Regions from separate parts of the Oryctolagus cuniculus genome. Here region 1 is linked to region 2. The links are chromatin contacts, called in public Micro-C maps. All regions are on one chromosome and are shown on one strand. The core of a region is the stretch at or near the end of the contact, and the rest is flanking DNA. Distances in the headings are between cores, read along the strand shown. Region 1 holds the start of SENP6 (SUMO specific peptidase 6). Region 2 holds the start of MYO6 (myosin VI).

Region 1 (4,259 bases), core at 418-2,917, 160 kb after region 2:
AACCACTAAGATATTTTAAATTGTAATTTTTAAATTCCATGTTTCTAAACGGTTATTTTGTACAAGAATCTCATGATATACTGCATATGAAAATCAACTTTGCGAAATTATCCAGGTGGTTCTTTATAGAAAATACTGCAGAGCCTCATTTTCCTAAACACCTTATTTATAAACTCAATCACCAGAGTAAACAGTGAACTCAAAGTCACTTAAGCAATAACATTTTAGGTTCTTAGACAAAGAAATCTAGATGTGTTTTGGGGGGGTTCTTATAGCTACACGGGCAAAACGCCAATATTGTTACCCACTGCCACCATTCCCAACAAAAACATTCTCACAAAGCTTTTAAGACTGGCCCTTAACAGTAAATGTTTAACTTTCCCTCCCAAGAGAACAGAAATGGAAACACCCAAACTTTGTCTATTAAATTAGCTTTTGTAACGTCCCAAAAATGACATTGTGAATCTCATTCTCTTTTTTCTGACACACAATTGCAGAAAATATTCTTACGAAATGTGTGTTGCTAGTAAGATCAAACAAGGCCAGGCCTCACTCATTTCAACGCTGGCTGCAAAAAGCAGCCCGGGGCTCCGTGTAAACAGAAAGCCCAGGCGATATAAAACCTAACCCGAGAACTACAGCTCCCCTTCCTCCCCACTGACCCCCCAATTCTACCCAACCCTTAGCCACGGGAAACTTTCCATTAATATCAGACGAGACTCGAATGCAGTCTGTCCTCATCGTTAGGCCACCGCCAAAAAGGGCAAAAAAAAAAAAAAAAAAAAAGTCACAGACTTCTATGCGCACTCTCAAAAGACGCCCACCAACTCTGGCTCGCAGCCGATCCACCGGCGCCCCACGGCCATCCCTGCTCGCTGCCGAGCCTGGGCAGACTCGAACCCCGCGCGCTCACAGCACCCTCCCTCCCCGCCATCGCCCACCCCTCGTACCTCCGCAGTCCCCCAAGCACACCCTGTGTAGATAACTGAATATCCGGAGTTCCGGGGCTCCCGTTTTCCTTTATTTCCCCACCCCTTGTCTCGCAAGAGCAGAAACAGACGTACCTTCCAGAAAAGTAATCTCCCCAGAGCTACCGCCGCTCTTGCCGGCCGCCATCTTCCTCCTCCCACGCCGCCGCCTCCTTAATCCATGGCCCACACCGCCTCCGTGCTCGCCAGGATGAGGGGCCGAGCCGCCGGAGGGTAGCCGCCGCAGGGCTGCTGGCCTCGGGCTCAGCCGTCAGGCAGCCGGCGCTCCCACGTCCAGGCGAGGCCTACACAAAAGCAGGCCAGGCTCGCCCGGGCCTTTCCGCGGGCTGGCGGGCGGCGAGCGCGGCCTGGGCTTCTCCTCAGGCCCCTCCGGGGGAACGCGAGCGGCGGCGGCGGCGGCGGCGCTTCCCGGGCCCGGCTCCTCTCGGCCCACGACTCCCCATCCACCGCCCACCCAGGCCGCCTGAGAAGCCTCCGCCGAACGCAGGCCCCAGGAAGGGAAGATGAAGGCGGGCACACAAACACGCCTCCTTTCGGCCCAGGCCGTAAAATGGCCGCACCCGCCGCGCCGGGGCGGCGAAGGCTCCGCGACCGTCAGGCACCCCCGGAGCCTTCGCTTCTTCTGCAGTCGCCGCCGCTAAGGCCGCCCGCCCACCCCGCCTAGGGGTGAAAGCATCAGCGGAGGCATTTGCGGCTGTCCATGTGGACAGGGGTGGGTCTCCTCTGCCACTGCCTCGCGTCGGTCGCCACAGCAGCTCCGCCGCCGCCGCTCCTCCCCCACGGGCGCTGGAGCTGCCGCCCGGCTCCCGCCCCCGCCCGCCGCCCGCCGCCGCCGCCGCCGCCGCCGCCGCCGCCGCCCCCAGCGCGGCTCCCGCTCAGGACCCGGGCTCCGCTCTCAGGCACTGCGGGCTGTGGCGCCGCAAGGAGCGCCGGCTCTGGGCGCCCGCCGCCCGCCCGGCCTTTCGGTAGCGGCAGCTTCTCCGGCGCCGACTGGGCTCAGACAAGCTTGGCCCCCCAGTTCGACCCTCGAAGGCCCCATGGCAGACGTGGCCAGCGAGCGCTTCCTAGTTGGGCCAGTGGTACATTGAGTTTTGTGGCAGAAATGTTCTAAGTTTCTCTCTTTGAGGAGACCGTAGAGTTTAAACCATAGCCAACTGAAAAGGTGGTGAGGTAGAATAATTACAGATTAAGAGCATGACTCGGTCGTGGTCCACATTCGTTGTTAAAGAAATTTAAGATTATGTATGAGAAGGTTTTACCAATACGCTTTGGATGGCAGTGTTTAAAAAAAAAAGTCCTTTGTCATTTATGTACCTGAGATTTCAAAAAAAAAAAACAAACCCTAGTTTACAAGTCAGGCCTTATAATTTCAGAGGACCATATTCTGTTGATCTCTCGTTTTCTTTTTAAAAGAATACTATTTTGTCATTATAGAAAATACAAAAAAATGAAAAAAATTGTTAGCCCATGATCTTGCCATGGAAACTCAACTTCTTTAGGGTGTAGCTTTCCTATAGCATTTTTCTTAAAGCCTCAGCATCCCTATTTAAAAGAGACATACAAAACCAATTTGTGCTATATAGCAATTAAAAGGCAGCAGTAGTAAAGTGTTGCAAAAAACTGAGCTGGTGTAATCTTGGTTCTAATTAAATTGACCTATTAAGTAAGGCTTTCTGTTGTAAACTTCTTTTAAAAATATTCTTCTAAAATGAACCAATAATCTCCCAATTCAGCAAGAGAGGGTGATGAATATAACTTACTATCATTTGTTATTTTTGTTGCTTGAGGAGGTTGTTTGATCCTGATCCTCTATGACATAGTTTGTGCCCATGACAGTATAATCCTGAGGCATGTAGGTAACAGACAGATGTGGGTGACTGATCATTTGTACAGACTTCAAAATGTAGTTAAAAAAAATAAATCTCTGACTTTAAAATACATACTATACATGCTGGCTTTGGAAGTTGAGGAGAGTATCAGGAGTCAAGGATGTGAGTGACTTCTAAAAGACAAGACAAGGAAAGGGAGTTCTCTCCTAGAGTCTCCAAAAGGAAAACTGATACCTTAATTTTAGCCCAATGAGACAGATGTTGGACTAGAGAACTATAATATATTTGTGTTCATGTGCCAAATTTTGTGATATAGTCATTGGTGACAGCAGCCATAGAAAACTGATTTACCTGAAGTGGCAAACAAGGCGTTGTTCCATCAAAGATGTCTTCTGAAAAAGCTGAGATAGGATCTTTCAGGAAAAGTTCTTGTTTGTTTGTTTAAAGATTTATTTTATTTATTTGAAAGAGTTAGAGGGAGAAAGAAAGCGAATCATCTTTCATTTGCTGGTTCACTCCCCAGAGGCCTCAGTGGCCAGTTCTGGGCCAGTCTGAAGCCAGGAGCCAGGAGCTTCCTCTGGGTCTCCCACTGGGTACAGGGGACCAAGGCACTTTGGCCATCTTCCACTCCTTTTCCAGGTGCTTCAGCAGGGATCTGGATGGGAAGTGGAGCAGCCAACAATCAAACCAGTGCCCATATGAGTTGCTGATGTCACAGACAGTGGCTTCACCCACTAAGCCACAGTGGCAGCCCCAAGTGTTTTATTTTTAACTGTTATTAATTTCAAGTAATCTCTATAGGACTCTGTAATTCTAGTTCTAAAGGAAAGCTATGAATTAAACCAATGATTCACAAACTTAAGTGTATGTAAGAATTACCCAAAGAGCTTGTTTTTTGTTGTTGTTGTTTGAAGATTTATTTATTTATTTTGGAAGTTAGAGTTACACAGAGAGGGAGGGAGAGATTCTATTCACTGGTTCACTTCATGAATGGCTGCAACAGCCAGGGCTGTGTCAGGCCAGGTCTAACCCAGGAGTCCTGAACTTACTCTGGATCTAACACATGGGTGGCAGGGGCCCAAACACCTGGGCCATCCTCTGCTGCTTTTCCCAGGCCATCTGTAGGGAGTTGGATCAGAAGTGGAGCAGCCAGGACACAATGGGCACCCACCTGGGATGCCAACAGTCCCACCTGCTATGCCACAACGCAGGTCCTGTAGAGCTTGATGCAACACATTGCCTTACTCCACCTTCAGCGTTTCTGACACTGTTGGTCTGAGGTGGGACCTGAAAATCTGCATTTTTGACAAGTTTCCAAGTGATACAGATGCTGCTGATCAAGGAGCTACAATTTGAGAATCATTAGACCAAACAATCTCTAAATTCCTCTCCAGTTCAATTATTCCAGTTTTATGAGAACGGATACTACAATTAGGAGTAG
Region 2 (4,460 bases), core at 1,539-4,038:
TATATTACATGAAATAATATAACACTGTAGATGACAATTTCAACATACTCTCCAAACAAGTTCTTTTCCCTTAAGATTACAGTAGTTAATTATCTAATATTTAAAACATGGCCAGTGTTATAGTCTAACTCTTGTTCCTCTAAACCCATCAAAATAAGAGGTACACAAATTTGTTTAAGACTCTGGAACTACACCAGAAATGATAAAGCAGCATCATTCAAGACTGTCCACTTGAGAATGCAGACAGACACAGAATTCTCAGTTGGTTCCAGAACTACATTCTCGGTATAGAGCATCTACGGCATCTATTTCAGGATCCGGTCTTCTACATCTTGAACACAGCAGCAGTTCTGTAGAGTTAGATGAAAAGCCCATATGAAATGGAAGCAAGGCAACCTATTCAGGCAGGAAGGATAGGGACTTCAAAGTTAGCAGACTCAAGGTGTGAGCCCAGACTTTGCCCCTCTGGAGCTACATACCTTTGAGTAAGTATTTAATTCTCTGAGCCTCAATGCACTTCTCCTTAAAAAGACCAGACCACCACCCTCTGAAATCTATTTTGTAGATCAAGCCCCTCAGTCTGGGTTCTAATTACTGCAGATCCCTACTACATGGGTGATGCTCTTATACACTAAAAGGCCAATTCACAAATGGTTATAAAGTATCTCATTATGGGGACCATAATTAAAGTGTATGAGATTACTTAAAGCTGTAATACTTTTACAAATCTCTTTTCTAATTATTTTAACATATATAAGTTAACATTTCAGAAAGGGTAAAAAAATTTTCAAATTGACCTACATGATCAAAGGTGGAGCTTCAATTATCAACAGAAAGTCAAATAAGTCCTTATTTTTAAAACATATTTGGTGCTTATATGAATTCAAATCTCACAGTCAAAATCTTTAAAACTTTCTGAAGAAAGCTGCATTTTCAGACCCAGATAAAGCCCAGTTGTCTAAACAATGGGCTACATGATACACCACAGACTCCAGGCAAAGTCACAACAGGATGAGAAAAGAGCCTTCAGCCTCTCTCAGATTTCCTGGCCACTGTTATTTTAAAACTTGATTACGTAAATATAAACAGGGAAAAAGTACATTTCACATCAGCCCATGGGCTATGATTTAAGATCTTTGTTTTTACTACCTCATATTATTTACATTAAATATTATAATTGCTCATTACAAAAATGTTTAAGCATGATCATCTTTTCTTTCTGTTACTACCTTTTACCATTAGTTTTTGAAAACAAAAATGTAACTTAAAGAGCTGTGAGAGCAGTATCATGTCACATAGAAAATACAATGCAATGGGCAAATCTGCATAAGACTAAAATGACCCCTGTTTACCACTGTGGATGCAATTCCTGCTTAACTGAAAATACTCAAATGAGCTGAATTATTTAAAAGTCAATGAGCTATTTTGAACGACTGCATTGTTTGAAGCTCTGGCTAAAGCCCACTTTGTAACATTTGTAGCAGTTTCTAAAATTAATGATAAAAGGCATGGAGGTAATTTTTTTCACTGAATATTTCCCAATTGGAAATACACAACCCAAGAGATCTATGAAGTGCAGTTAATTTGTACAGAAATGCTGCTTTGCCGTCAACCTTTGTACCATGACCACTACCAGTCCAAGATTCACATTTTATGGTGTGAAGATAGTTTCAAGTAAGCTTTAAAGCATATTAATTTTTCAAACTCTCAAAGTCTGACTATACTTAGATATAATAAATCCATACCAGCAGAGCATAACAGCAAATCACTTTTATTTAGCACGTACAACAGTCTATTAAATTGGAGAAGTGTTCCTACTTCTTCACTAATATCTGTAGATTAGGTTTTAAGCATCCTTCCACCACATACTTTACGCCAAATAAAACGAACCAAGCTTTCTGAAAACTATGGCAATATTTCAGACAAGGATGTTCTAGCAATAACCCTATCAAACGGCTTCCTAACTAAAATTGAGATCCTGGAGTCTTAACTTTTTCACCTCATTAAGTTTTTGCAAACAGAAAAAAGTGATCTTTCCGGTAACATATCTGTAAATTAACATACTCAAGGTACTGGACCTCCCAGACAGCAAAAATACTAAGTCCCAACTTGGTCTTCAACATGATTAAACTATTAATGGTATCATTTCACATCTCAGAACGAACTGTACTCTTCCTGCCCTGAATCTTAAGCGAGTTTACAAAAGAGAAAAAAAAAAAAAAAACTATCGCGCAGTGTGCAAGGCAGAGTTGGACACCTGAGTGCTATGCTTCTACCTTGGAGCCAGGGAAGAAACACAAAGGTACCTTGGTGATGACAAGCCCATGAAAGGAGACTCTCATTGTCTGTCTGGAAATGAGAACCACCCTGGCAGGACGGTGAGCCGCCACCGCCCCGGCCCACCCATCACCTGTTGGTCCCAACCGCGTTCCTCAGAGGTGAGCCGAGTCTTCAGCCCCAGGGCGGTCAGAGAAGGCCTCGAAGCAAGGCCGAGCCAGGAAAAAAGCGTCCTGGCGCGGCCGCCCCACAGTGTCCCGGGCGCGGACACTCACCGGTGCTGCAGCGAAGGCAGGTGCGCGGCGGCGGGGCTACCTGTCGCCGGTGAAGCCGGAGGGCGGGGTTAGGGGTGCCGAGGGGATCGGGAAGAACGACGACGCGGACTGCACCAGGACGGGGCTGCGGCGGCGGCGGCGGCCAGGCTACTGCTTGCTTCCTGCTCGGACAGATCCCGGGTCGGTCTCCGCCCGCCGGCCGGCGCCCCACAGAGTCCCCGGCCCCGCCGCGCACACGTCACGGCTACGGAGCGCCCGAGGGGGCGGGGGCGCCAAGGGCCGGGGCGGGCCGACGGGGTGCGCGGGCGCGGGGCGCGCTCCCGAGCGGAGTGGGGCTGTCCTGCCAGCCGGCGTGGAGGCCGCGGCGTGGGTGGGTGCTGCTCGGCGTGGGAGGGGTGCAGCTGGCCAAGCTGGGCGCCTTCGCTCCTCTCCAAGCGAAACGGCGCCTACGCAGCGGATATTGTTTCCAGTCGCTGCCGACTGGATCGCGGGAATGTGCAGCGTGCAAACCGCAGTGAGCTCCAGGAGAGAGAAAGTGCGTCCGAGACAGGGCGAGGACCCCCGAGACACCAGGGGGTCGCGAGGAGAGACCCTGGCGATCTCGGCCATAGTCCGGGTGGGCTGCCCTGCGTGGGTATCAGCCTTCCTGCGCAAATAGTTCGCCATTCCTGCCTTAGCAGGAGGGGGCTGAGATGGAAATCTCTGAGTGTCCATCCCGGGTGTTTTATTTTGAAGAGCCCCTGTCTTCCCGGTCACTTAGATTTTACTGTTCTTATAAATATGAAGCACCTATGCAAATTTGTTTTATACGAGGAAACTACGCAGTCTGCTACTACGTTGCTTTTAGGACGAAAAGAAGTTCCAGTTAAGAAAATGAAATAAATGTAATGCTAGATATTTCTGCTGAAACTAAAATACTTAACACGTAAGCACTACACTGTTTTCCGCAACATGTAAAAGTAGCAACGGGGAAACTTCCGGAAATTTACAGGAGAAACACGTAGCATCAGATGTCAAAGGTTCCCCCAGATCTCTGGGTGGAAAGGCTAAGTTCTGATGAGATATTGTAGCATACAACCAAAATAATAAAACATTGAGAAAAAGATGGAGAAGTAAGAAAGAGGAAGCGAAACCAAGCAAGGAAATAATTCATAGCAATCTCGGAAGTTTATTTCCAGATTGCCACAAGATAAGTCTTCAGTCGATTCAAAAGGAAAGAAGAAAAAAAAATGAAGACTTAGTTTACCGCTTTGAATTAATTTTGGATTTAATATTAAAAGCCTTCGGGAAGTTAATAGAAGCCAATTTATTTTGACTAGTTTCTGTGGCTTATCACTTACATCTCTTCCTCCCCACCCCCCACAGATTGGATAATCTGTAACTGAGTCCCTCTGCTTCTAGCTCTGTAATTCTTTAATGTATCCAATTCCTCTTCATAACCACTACAAGTATCGTGTTCCCGGCCGCCATCATTTCAAGACTTGCACACTGCCCTTGGCACATAAGCAGTTTCCCAGACTGCAAACTCGTCCCCTTTAAATTCAGTCTCCACTAGTTCATCATTGATAAAACTCTTCGTATCTACTCCTCTATTTAAACTCCTATAGAGCAGTACTGCACCCTCCTTATTCTAAGTCCAGACCCCTTAAAATGTCTCATAAAATCCCATTTAATTTAACCACTACTCACAGACTATGAGATTTTTTGTGTGAGCTGAATTTGAATGCCTTTTCATTGGTCAGCTGGTTCCCGGTTCACCACTGTCCTAAACCCCACAAAGCTGTCCCAACCAGGCTTCTTCACACAATGTCACTTGCCTGTCTTAGGAATCACTTCCGTTTTGGACCACCACCCTAGCCCTACTTATCTGTGCAATCTCATTTCTACCCAGTGTCTTTCCCTCATTTT

What was found. A called contact is a pair of places that touch in the nucleus more often than the background predicts.
Region 1: a contact with region 2 is called in a Micro-C map of ear pinna, with 2.8 times the contacts expected there. The contact joins the promoter of SENP6 here to the promoter of MYO6 in region 2. A contact is called at or near these places in 2 of 6 Hi-C or Micro-C datasets (ear pinna and an unstated tissue).

What each region holds. Positions count from the first base shown.
Region 1 is chr5:96,852,795-96,857,053 of mOryCun1.1, forward strand. It overlaps SENP6 (SUMO specific peptidase 6), which reads right to left and starts at 1,668. Exons shown (of 21, transcript XM_070073879.1): 1 at 1,065-1,668.
Region 2 is chr5:96,689,007-96,693,466 of mOryCun1.1, forward strand. MYO6 (myosin VI) reads right to left here and starts at 2,789. Exons shown (of 34, transcript XM_070073859.1): 1 at 2,553-2,789.